Linked DNA regions of Gossypium arboreum: regions 1 and 2 are each linked to region 3. A link is a contact called in public Hi-C data. All regions are on one chromosome and are shown on one strand. The core of a region is the stretch at or near the end of the contact, and the rest is flanking DNA. Distances in the headings are between cores, read along the strand shown.

The links. Hi-C and Micro-C count contacts between places; a contact is called where the count stands out from the background.
Region 1: a contact with region 3 is called in a Hi-C map of leaf, with 3 times the contacts expected there. The contact joins the enhancer-like site here to the promoter of LOC108466185 in region 3. A contact is called at or near these places in 2 of 5 Hi-C or Micro-C datasets (both in leaf).
Region 2: a Hi-C map of leaf shows a contact between it and region 3, with 4 times the contacts expected there. The contact joins the promoter of LOC108460443 here to the promoter of LOC108466185 in region 3. A contact is called at or near these places in 2 of 5 Hi-C or Micro-C datasets (both in leaf).

The regions. Positions count from the first base shown.
Region 1 is chr4:88,502,498-88,505,285 of ASM2569848v2, forward strand. No RefSeq gene overlaps it. Among protein-coding and RNA genes, the nearest start is that of LOC128291943, 65 kb to the left of the region's middle. Within about 2 kb of position 1,439, at least 1 of the 2 cell types and tissues checked has an H3K27ac peak or open chromatin away from gene starts, as enhancers often do. A contact at or near this core is called in leaf, where this site is marked.
Region 2 is chr4:88,600,410-88,603,109 of ASM2569848v2, forward strand. It overlaps LOC108460443 (fructose-bisphosphate aldolase 6, cytosolic), which reads left to right and starts at 1,414. Exons shown (of 3, transcript XM_017759936.2): 1 at 1,414-1,768; 2 at 2,326-2,553; 3 at 2,663-2,700. The coding sequence starts at 1,741.
Region 3 is chr4:87,675,112-87,677,872 of ASM2569848v2, forward strand. It overlaps LOC108466185 (growth-regulating factor 4-like), which reads right to left and starts at 1,413. Exons shown (of 6, transcript XM_053026775.1): 1 at 722-1,413; 2 at 455-646; 3 at 1-44. The coding sequence starts at 1,001.

The sequences.
Region 1 (2,788 bases), core at 189-2,688, 830 kb after region 3:
TGGAATTTCATCGAAGAGGTCATGAAAAGAATGGGCTATGCGAAAATTGGGTGGCAAAAATTATAAGCTGTGTTCGTTCGGTCCGATACATGGTCAAATGCAACTCAACCCTTTCTGAAACTATCGTGCCGGAAAGGGGCCTTAGACAGGGGGATCCTCTCTCTCCCTATCTTTTTCTGTTCTGCATGGAAGCCTTTTCTAAATTGTTAATTCAAGCTCAGAATAATAATAAGTTAAAAGGAATTCGGGCTAGCATTAATGGACCGCGTATTAATCACTTATTTTTTGCCGATGACGCACTTCTTTTTATTCGTAATAATAAAAAGGATGTGTAAAAATTGGCCAACATTTTAACAAGGTTTACTAGTGTGTCGGGGCAAAAAATTAATAATGATAAATCCATGATAATGTTCAGTTCGAATACTCCTTTAACCCAAAGACATCTGTTTTGCTCAATGCTTGGGATGCGAATGGTTGACCACCTCGATAATTACCTTGGACTACCTTTGCCTATAAGTCGAAAGAAATCAATTGCTTTTACTAATATCATAAGCTGTTGTGATTGCAGGATCAACAGTTGGTCGAAGCGACTACTTTCTTATGGTGGAAAAGAGATTTTCATAAAAGCTATTATTCAGTCCATCCCAACCTATGCTTTTTCTGTCTTTCTTGCTCCAAAAGGAATTATTGAGGCCTTACACTCGAAAATGTGTCGGATGTGATGGACGAACAATGAGAAAACTCGGGGTTGGGCTATGATGGCTTGGGATCGCTTGTGCTATCCCAAAGGAATGGGTGGCATTGGTTTTCGGAACATGCATCTGTTTAATATTGCTCTTCTTGGTAGACAAGTGTGGAGGCTCTTGAAGTTCAAAGACACCTCATGTTTTAAGGTACTGAGTGCAAAATATTTTCCCGAGGGTGATGTGCTTAGGCCGAAATACTGTGATAAACCATCGTTCACTTGGTCTAGTATTGTTAAAGCGAGCGAAGCTCTCAAGGATGGTTTTCTGTGGCAAATTGGGGATGGAAATACTATAGACATTCGAAGGGATCAATGGGGTATAGAGGGTTTTAATGGAGATTCTGTGTGCCGGTCACCGTTAACAGCTGAAGAAAGAAAAGTCAAAGATTTATGGGACCACAATCAGGGGCGGTGGAAAAAGGACAGGGTTATTGAGCTATATGGCAAAACCATGGGGGATTATATTTATAATTTACCCATTCTCCATAATGGGATAAATGATAGCTTAACGTGGACTCAAAACCCGCATGGTTGTTATAGCTCAAAATCAGCTTACTCGTGGTTATCCCTCAGGAGAATTGGTTTCGGCCCCCATAGAATGGTTTGGAGAGTAATATGGAAGTTAAAAATGATCCCCAAGATCAAGGTCTTCAGCTGGAAAATTTGCCATAATATTCTTCCTACATACGACAATATTGCTCGCATCCGGCCTGACTTCTCGACAGCTTGTCCCAGATGCAACAGTGGTGAGGAAACGCTTATCCATGCTATGCAAAAGTACCCTAAGGTCCGAGAGATCCTAATGATCGGAGGGTTAAACAATAGGCTGATTGAAGGGAGATATGAGCGGTGCGTGGACTGGGTGGAAGATGTCCTTCAAGAGCTTGATAAAAAAGCTGCTGCCGATTTTTTTACCCTCCTCTGGAATTGCTGGAATGCTAAGAACAAGTTGGTTTTTCAGGGGAAGGATGATACTACTAAGGTGGTGTGGGAAAGAGCACAGACCCTGAGCAAAGAGTTTAGAATCTTTAATCTGGCAGACCCGCCTGCTCTCCCCCCAACTCCGGTGCGTAAAAGCTGGACGAAACCTCCAAAGGGTGTTATTAAAATAAATGTCGACCCTACGGTTTTGAATGGAAAAGTTGGATACGGGGCAATAGCCAGAGACCACGATGGCTTCGTTATTGGGGGTTGTTATGTGTATGCGAATAAAAACCTGGACGTGACATGGGCGGAATCTGAAGCTTTTGTGGAAGGTTTAAACTTGGCTTTAAAGTTAGAAGTGGACCAGCTCATTTTGGAATCTGACTGTGCCAGTTTGGTCAACGCGGTGAATAAGAGAGATAATGACGTTACCATTTTGGGCTGCTATCTTAATAAGGCCTGCATGAATTTTAAAAATTTTACCTCGGTCCATATTAATTGGATCGACTGTTGTAGGAATAGGGTTGCTGATTTACTTTGTAATTTAGCTATTAAGGAAAAGTGTAATTTGTTTTTCAACGTGGATTATCCCAAGGAAATCCATAATATTGTCATTGATGATGTAATGAATTGAGGTTGACCTTCGGGTCTTTTTTATAAAAAAAAAAAAATTAATTTACTCATTTTTAAATATAAGAAGTAACTGTTGATTGAGTCTTAGCTCGATTGGTATGAGCATTGTTTCCAATGCAAGAGGATGTGGGTTCAAGTGCGCTGAAGTGCATTATCCTCCTATTTATGGGTTGGGGAGGGACTATGAATAGTTCTAGGTATTATATCAAAAAAAACATATATAATTAGAACCTATAATGAGATTAATTTATATATAGGCTAGGCTATTTTTGGAGAGAGTGTGGAAAAGATATACCTTTAAGTTGTATTTTTTTACTTTTTAATATAATTAGTTTGTTTGGTAGATTGTTAAATGTTAGTAGGTTTTGTATTTAAGTTCCAAGTTTGATTTTCTTCCCTCACAATTATATATTTTTATTTCATTTTGTTTTAAGCTTTTATATTTTTAATTAATGTTTTTAATATATCAGCTCATTTGGTTAAATG
Region 2 (2,700 bases), core at 164-2,663, 930 kb after region 3:
GATGTAGAGTGATCATGGGGGCGGGCGGCCCGGCCCAAGGCCCGCTCGAAAAATGGGAGGTTTGGGTAAAAATATAGGCCGAAAAATGGGCTTGGGCAAAAAACGAGGCCGTTTAAAAAACGGGCAGGCCTCTAAGTAAGAGTTTTTGGCCGGCCCGCCCAATTATATATTAATATATTTTTTGTTTTTATTTTAATTATTTTAAATTTTTAATATAACTATTTTTTATTATATTGTTAATTTGTGTATTGTTTTAAGAATTGTTTTAGTATTATTTTTATTTGTTTTAATATTTATTTTATGTTTTAAATATATTTGATTTATTATATTTTTAAATTTTTTATTTAATAAAATAAGAAAAAAAATTAATATGGGTCGGGCCGGGCAGGCTCGGGCTTAGTAATTTTATTTCGGGCGGGCTTGGGTAAAATTTTAGGCCCATATTTGGGCGGGCGGGCCCGAGCCTAGTAGACAGGCCTAAAATTTTACTTGGGCCCGGCCGAACCCGCCTTGCCCGCCCATGATCACCTCTACATGGATGGCTAATTTTGTTATTATACTAGGCCAGGTCAACATTCTGTTTAGTGATTAAATCAATTTTAACAGTAGAATGATTAAAATTGACAACTTATCTAATATGAGTAACTAAAATAACAAAATTTTAAACGGTGTGATTAAAATAGGGACACAGTAAACTCGGGTGACTAAATATGTAGTTTACCTTAAAAACTTACTTTATAGTAATGTAACTAAAAAAATAATGTTATAATAAACCTAAATTTGACAAAATAATTTTAACAATGTTAACAATTAGATTTAAATTTTAAAATTTAAAAATATAGAGATTAAATTTTAAACAAAATTAAATATTAAAATTTAAATTTATGAAAAATACATCAACTTATAAAATATTTGAACCTAAAAGAAATTAAAGAATACTCCTTAAAAGATTAATTAAAATTGGAATAAATACAAATATGAGATTAAAAGATTACTTTGATATATTTGAGTTTTGACCCTTCAAAGTATAAAAAATGTGTTGTTTAAAACAGTTGGGTTTGACTCATCACGCTTTCCTGCCCACTTATTTCACCTGCCCACCTATTTCAACCGCTGTTGTTTTGAGAAACTTTTAGAAACGCCTATTTTCTATTCCTATGTTTCTTCTCAATTTTGTCCTTGTTGGTTTTAAATAAAATTAATGCGTGGAATATGTTTTATTTTTAATAACATTTTCAATTGAATTTGTGTTTATATAGTAGAACTTGTTTTTCTTTGGACTTCAGTGACTAGTAAATTATATAAATTAGGTTATTTTATTGAGTAAAAGGTGGGTATTTCTTTTTGCAAAATTCAGCAAATAAATATATTTGTATTTAAGAGATAGTATTTATCAAAAATCACTTCGGTTTTGATTTTAATAAAAAATGTTAGGTGGACCAACCTAAAAGGAATAGATGGGAGTGGGAGGGGTAAAAGCGGAAAAGAGGAGAAAAAAAAAAAAACCAGATACGAAAAAGTGAGGAAAGATCCCACGGGCAGTCCATGGGTTACTTGGAAAACACGACAAAAAAAGAAACTAACCGATAATCTCGAAGCCACCAGCTCTCTCTGTATCTCTTTTAAAACCCCTAACCCCTGCCCCCTTTTCTCCTCACTTCCGTCTCTCTCTTCTTTCCTCCTAGCCAAAAAAAAAAAAAAAGCCTCTTTCCTTTCTCTCGTTCTTTTTCCTGTTCAATCATGTCTTGCTTCATTAGCAAATATGCTGGTAACTACTCTTCCCTTGCTATTTCCCTTGCTCTGTATTTTATGTTTATAAACTTAATCTCTCGGATCCATCTTAGTGTTTTTTTTTGACTGATCTGTTAGTTGTTTTGATAGTTTGACGAGAAAAAAATGTTAGTTGATTTGCTTGTTTTAATCATACCAACTGTATTTTGATATATGGATTTCTTCGGATCTTCTAAGGCTGGTTATATTGTCTTGTGATCTGTCAGTGGGTATTAACAACATGGTTAAATTTTGGGGTAATATCTGAAGATCTAGATCTGCATGTTTGTACTCGCTTATTATTTCTCCAGTCATTTTTTTTAAGCACCATGATATGGTTCGGTTCAAGATTTAAGGAAAAAAAAGATTGATGAAGTTGATAATGTTAATTTTATCTCCTTGGTGTGTTTTCATTTTAGATCTGAGATTACTGAATCTTAGCCATGCACCCTTTTAAGTTTTTTTTTTGTTTTTAAATATTTGGATCTCTGTTTATTGAACTTTTAATGGGGAATTGGTGGCTTATTATTATTTTCTGAATCATGAATCTTGTAGATGAGTTGGCTAAAAACGCTGCTTACATTGGAACCCCTGGAAAGGGTATCCTTGCTGCTGATGAATCCACTGGCACCATCGGCAAGCGTCTTTCAAGTATTAATGTAGAGAATGTTGAAGACAACAGGCGTGCTCTCCGTGAGCTCCTATTCACAACTCCTGGAGCTCTTCAGCACCTCAGTGGTGTTATTCTCTTTGAGGAAACCCTTTATCAAAAAACCGCTTCGGGTATTACTAAAATGACATACTTTGATAATACTAAGAACCGCAGTAGTTTTATTCCTTTTTAAGAGTTATGGATGGTTGTTGATTTCTGATATTGATGTTTGATGTGCAGGCAAGCCCTTCGTTGATGTTTTGAAGGAAGGTGGTGTC
Region 3 (2,761 bases), core at 163-2,662:
CTCTGGATCCATTGCTGCTCTTCCCCAATACCCTGATTGCAACACTGATCCGACATCCTCATACTCTTCATATCTTTTAAGTACATACTATTTGGACAGATTCATTAAGTTCCTTAGGTAGACCGTGTAGATATATATGGAAGTTTTGTCTTTCTTTCAATCAAAATAAGAGAACAAAGAAACCACTCAAAAATGAAAGTTAAATAAAAAAGTTTCAGTAAGAACTAGCACTAGACTTCTTCCCCCCTTTCTACGTTTCTTCTCTCTTTTTGTTTGTGTTTTCACCCGGGTTTATATATATATATATATAATACTATAAAATCATTTATGCATCAATCTCTTTTATTATGTACTTATTTTCTTTATAAATTTGATGAGAAAATGCTAAAGTACGCATTTCATAAAAATATAAAAGCAAGGACAGGTCACACATCTCATAAATATAATCACTCACAAGGTGGCTGGTAATGGGAGAAGTGTCGAAGAGGGTGGTGGAGGAAATATGAAGGAGAGTGAAGAATAGTAGTATTCTCGATTGATTGAAGGAGTTGGGGAGGAACAGCTGCGCCTGCTAACATGTATCTAAAGATCAAAGCTTGTAACTACAGTTCCTGCCATTGAGACAAGCTGAAGAAACTTCCCATCACTAAAGGGAGAAGTAAAAAGGTAACTTAGAAGGAAAAAATCAAGTAAGCAAGCTAGCCAGAAACTTCCCAAACTTAGGAGTTGAAAACTTTTCTGAGAATCCTGCCAAGAAAAAAAAAGGAGCAAAGAAAAAGGAAAAAAATCTCACTGCTGGGAAACGTGAAGGATGAATGAGGAAGTGGTGGCAGATTGTTGCTGCTGGATTTGCAGTGGTGATGAGGTACGAGCAAAGGAAGAGGAGATGGGTGTTGGTGATGATGATGATGAAGGTGAAGTTTTGGTATATTTGCAGAAGGTGGTTGTTGTTGATGGTCTGACTCATGCTGGTTTCTACATTGCTTCAGATGCAAGTTCATGGAAAGAGAAAGAGAGGTGCTTTGGGGGTTTTAGTTGGTTGGGGCGGCGGGGGCTATTTTGACAGAAATATTTTTATTTGGGTTTTGGGGTCTGTTTTGTTGATGTGTTAACAAGAGAAAGTTTGGAAAAAGCTTTTGCAGGAACTTCTTTCCTCTTATGGCTTCGGCAGATAGCAATACCTTAAGACTTCAAAGAGAGGAAGAGGAACTATTCTGACACCAGGAGGCAGACTTTTTTAAATGTAAAGTAAACGACAAAGTTAATTTTATAGATAATTGTTTTTATTTTACATGTGTAAAAATATTATCTTCAGATGGTCCTAATCAAAGACGGGGAAATCGTTCTAAGTTAAGAACTACTCTCTCTTAAACGCTCTCTTTTCTATTTTTGCATTGAATTTTGCATGACTGATTTATTTCAGAGTCCTTTTACTTTCTAATTTCCTTTTTAGTATTTGTGTCATGTAAGCTTAAGAATATCGAGTAAAACAAGCACTCAAGGATATTTCGAAGCTGAAATGAGTGGCTAGAGCTTAAAAAGCAATAGCACTGGGAAAGGATGTAAGGGCGCGACATTTAGCTAAGTGCCATGACGCCCTTGATTGACAAGCTGTCTGTATGCCACGGCATTCGGCCAAGCGCTACAGTGGTCTGCCCTAAACCTATTTTCTCCTATTTTTGTTATTTTGAGGGCTTTTTATCAAAAAAATATTAAAAAAAAACTCTAAAATGGTATATTGATAAAATTAAGTATCAAAATGGTACATTTCAAGTAATAGAAGGTGGTGCATAGGCGACACCACCCTCATTTTCTGATCAAAACAGTAAATAATAATAATAAATGGTGACATGGCCTAGGTGGAGGGGATGTTAGAGGTGACACTAGTAGAGGGGATATCAGAGGCGGCACCAGTGGAGGGGTTGTCAAAGGCGGCACCAATTGTACCTATCTAATAGGCGGCACCCTCTAGTATATTCCCCCCTCCCCCAAGTCCCCCATCCGGCTCGTATCAGTTTGAAAAAAAAAATTATAGAACAAGAGAGAGAGAAGAGAAGAGAAGAAAGAAAGAAAAGAGAAGAAAGAAAAGAAAATGTAATTTTCTTATTGTTATTTTCAAAGAAAGAAAAGAAAATGTAATTTTCTTATTGTTATTTTCAAATATAATAGATTATGATAAGAAAAAATTTTGTTAGTATTATATAGTTTGTTTAGTGTTATTTTTATATTTTGTTTATTGTGATTTGTTAGTAAGTTTTATGTTTAGATTATTGAGAATGTTTTTATGTTTAGATTATTGAGAATGTTATCTTGTAAAATTTTTAATATATTTGATATTGTTAGAAATGACAATAAATTTGATATTGTTAGAAATGGACTATTATCATCCATTAAATTTTTTAAGCAAGTTTTTAATGTTGTTTGAAATTGTTTTGAGATTTTTTATTAATTTTTAATGATTGAGTATTGAAGATGGATAATTAGTTTTTCGTATGCGTTTATTTCGATGGAATCATCTTGACAACAACCGTTGGATGTATATTTGAATATCTGCAACAAATATCAATGAGATTTAATAGAAATATCTCGTTGGATGATATGAAGGGAAGGATTAACGCAAAAATTGTTAGACGTTGTAGGAGAAGGTCTCAAAACTTTTCTAAAAGTTTCCAGTTTCGGCAGATCCCATCAAATTCACTGAAATAGAACTTGTAGACACCGAAGACATGGAGACAATGATCGCTCTTAACTATGAGAATTG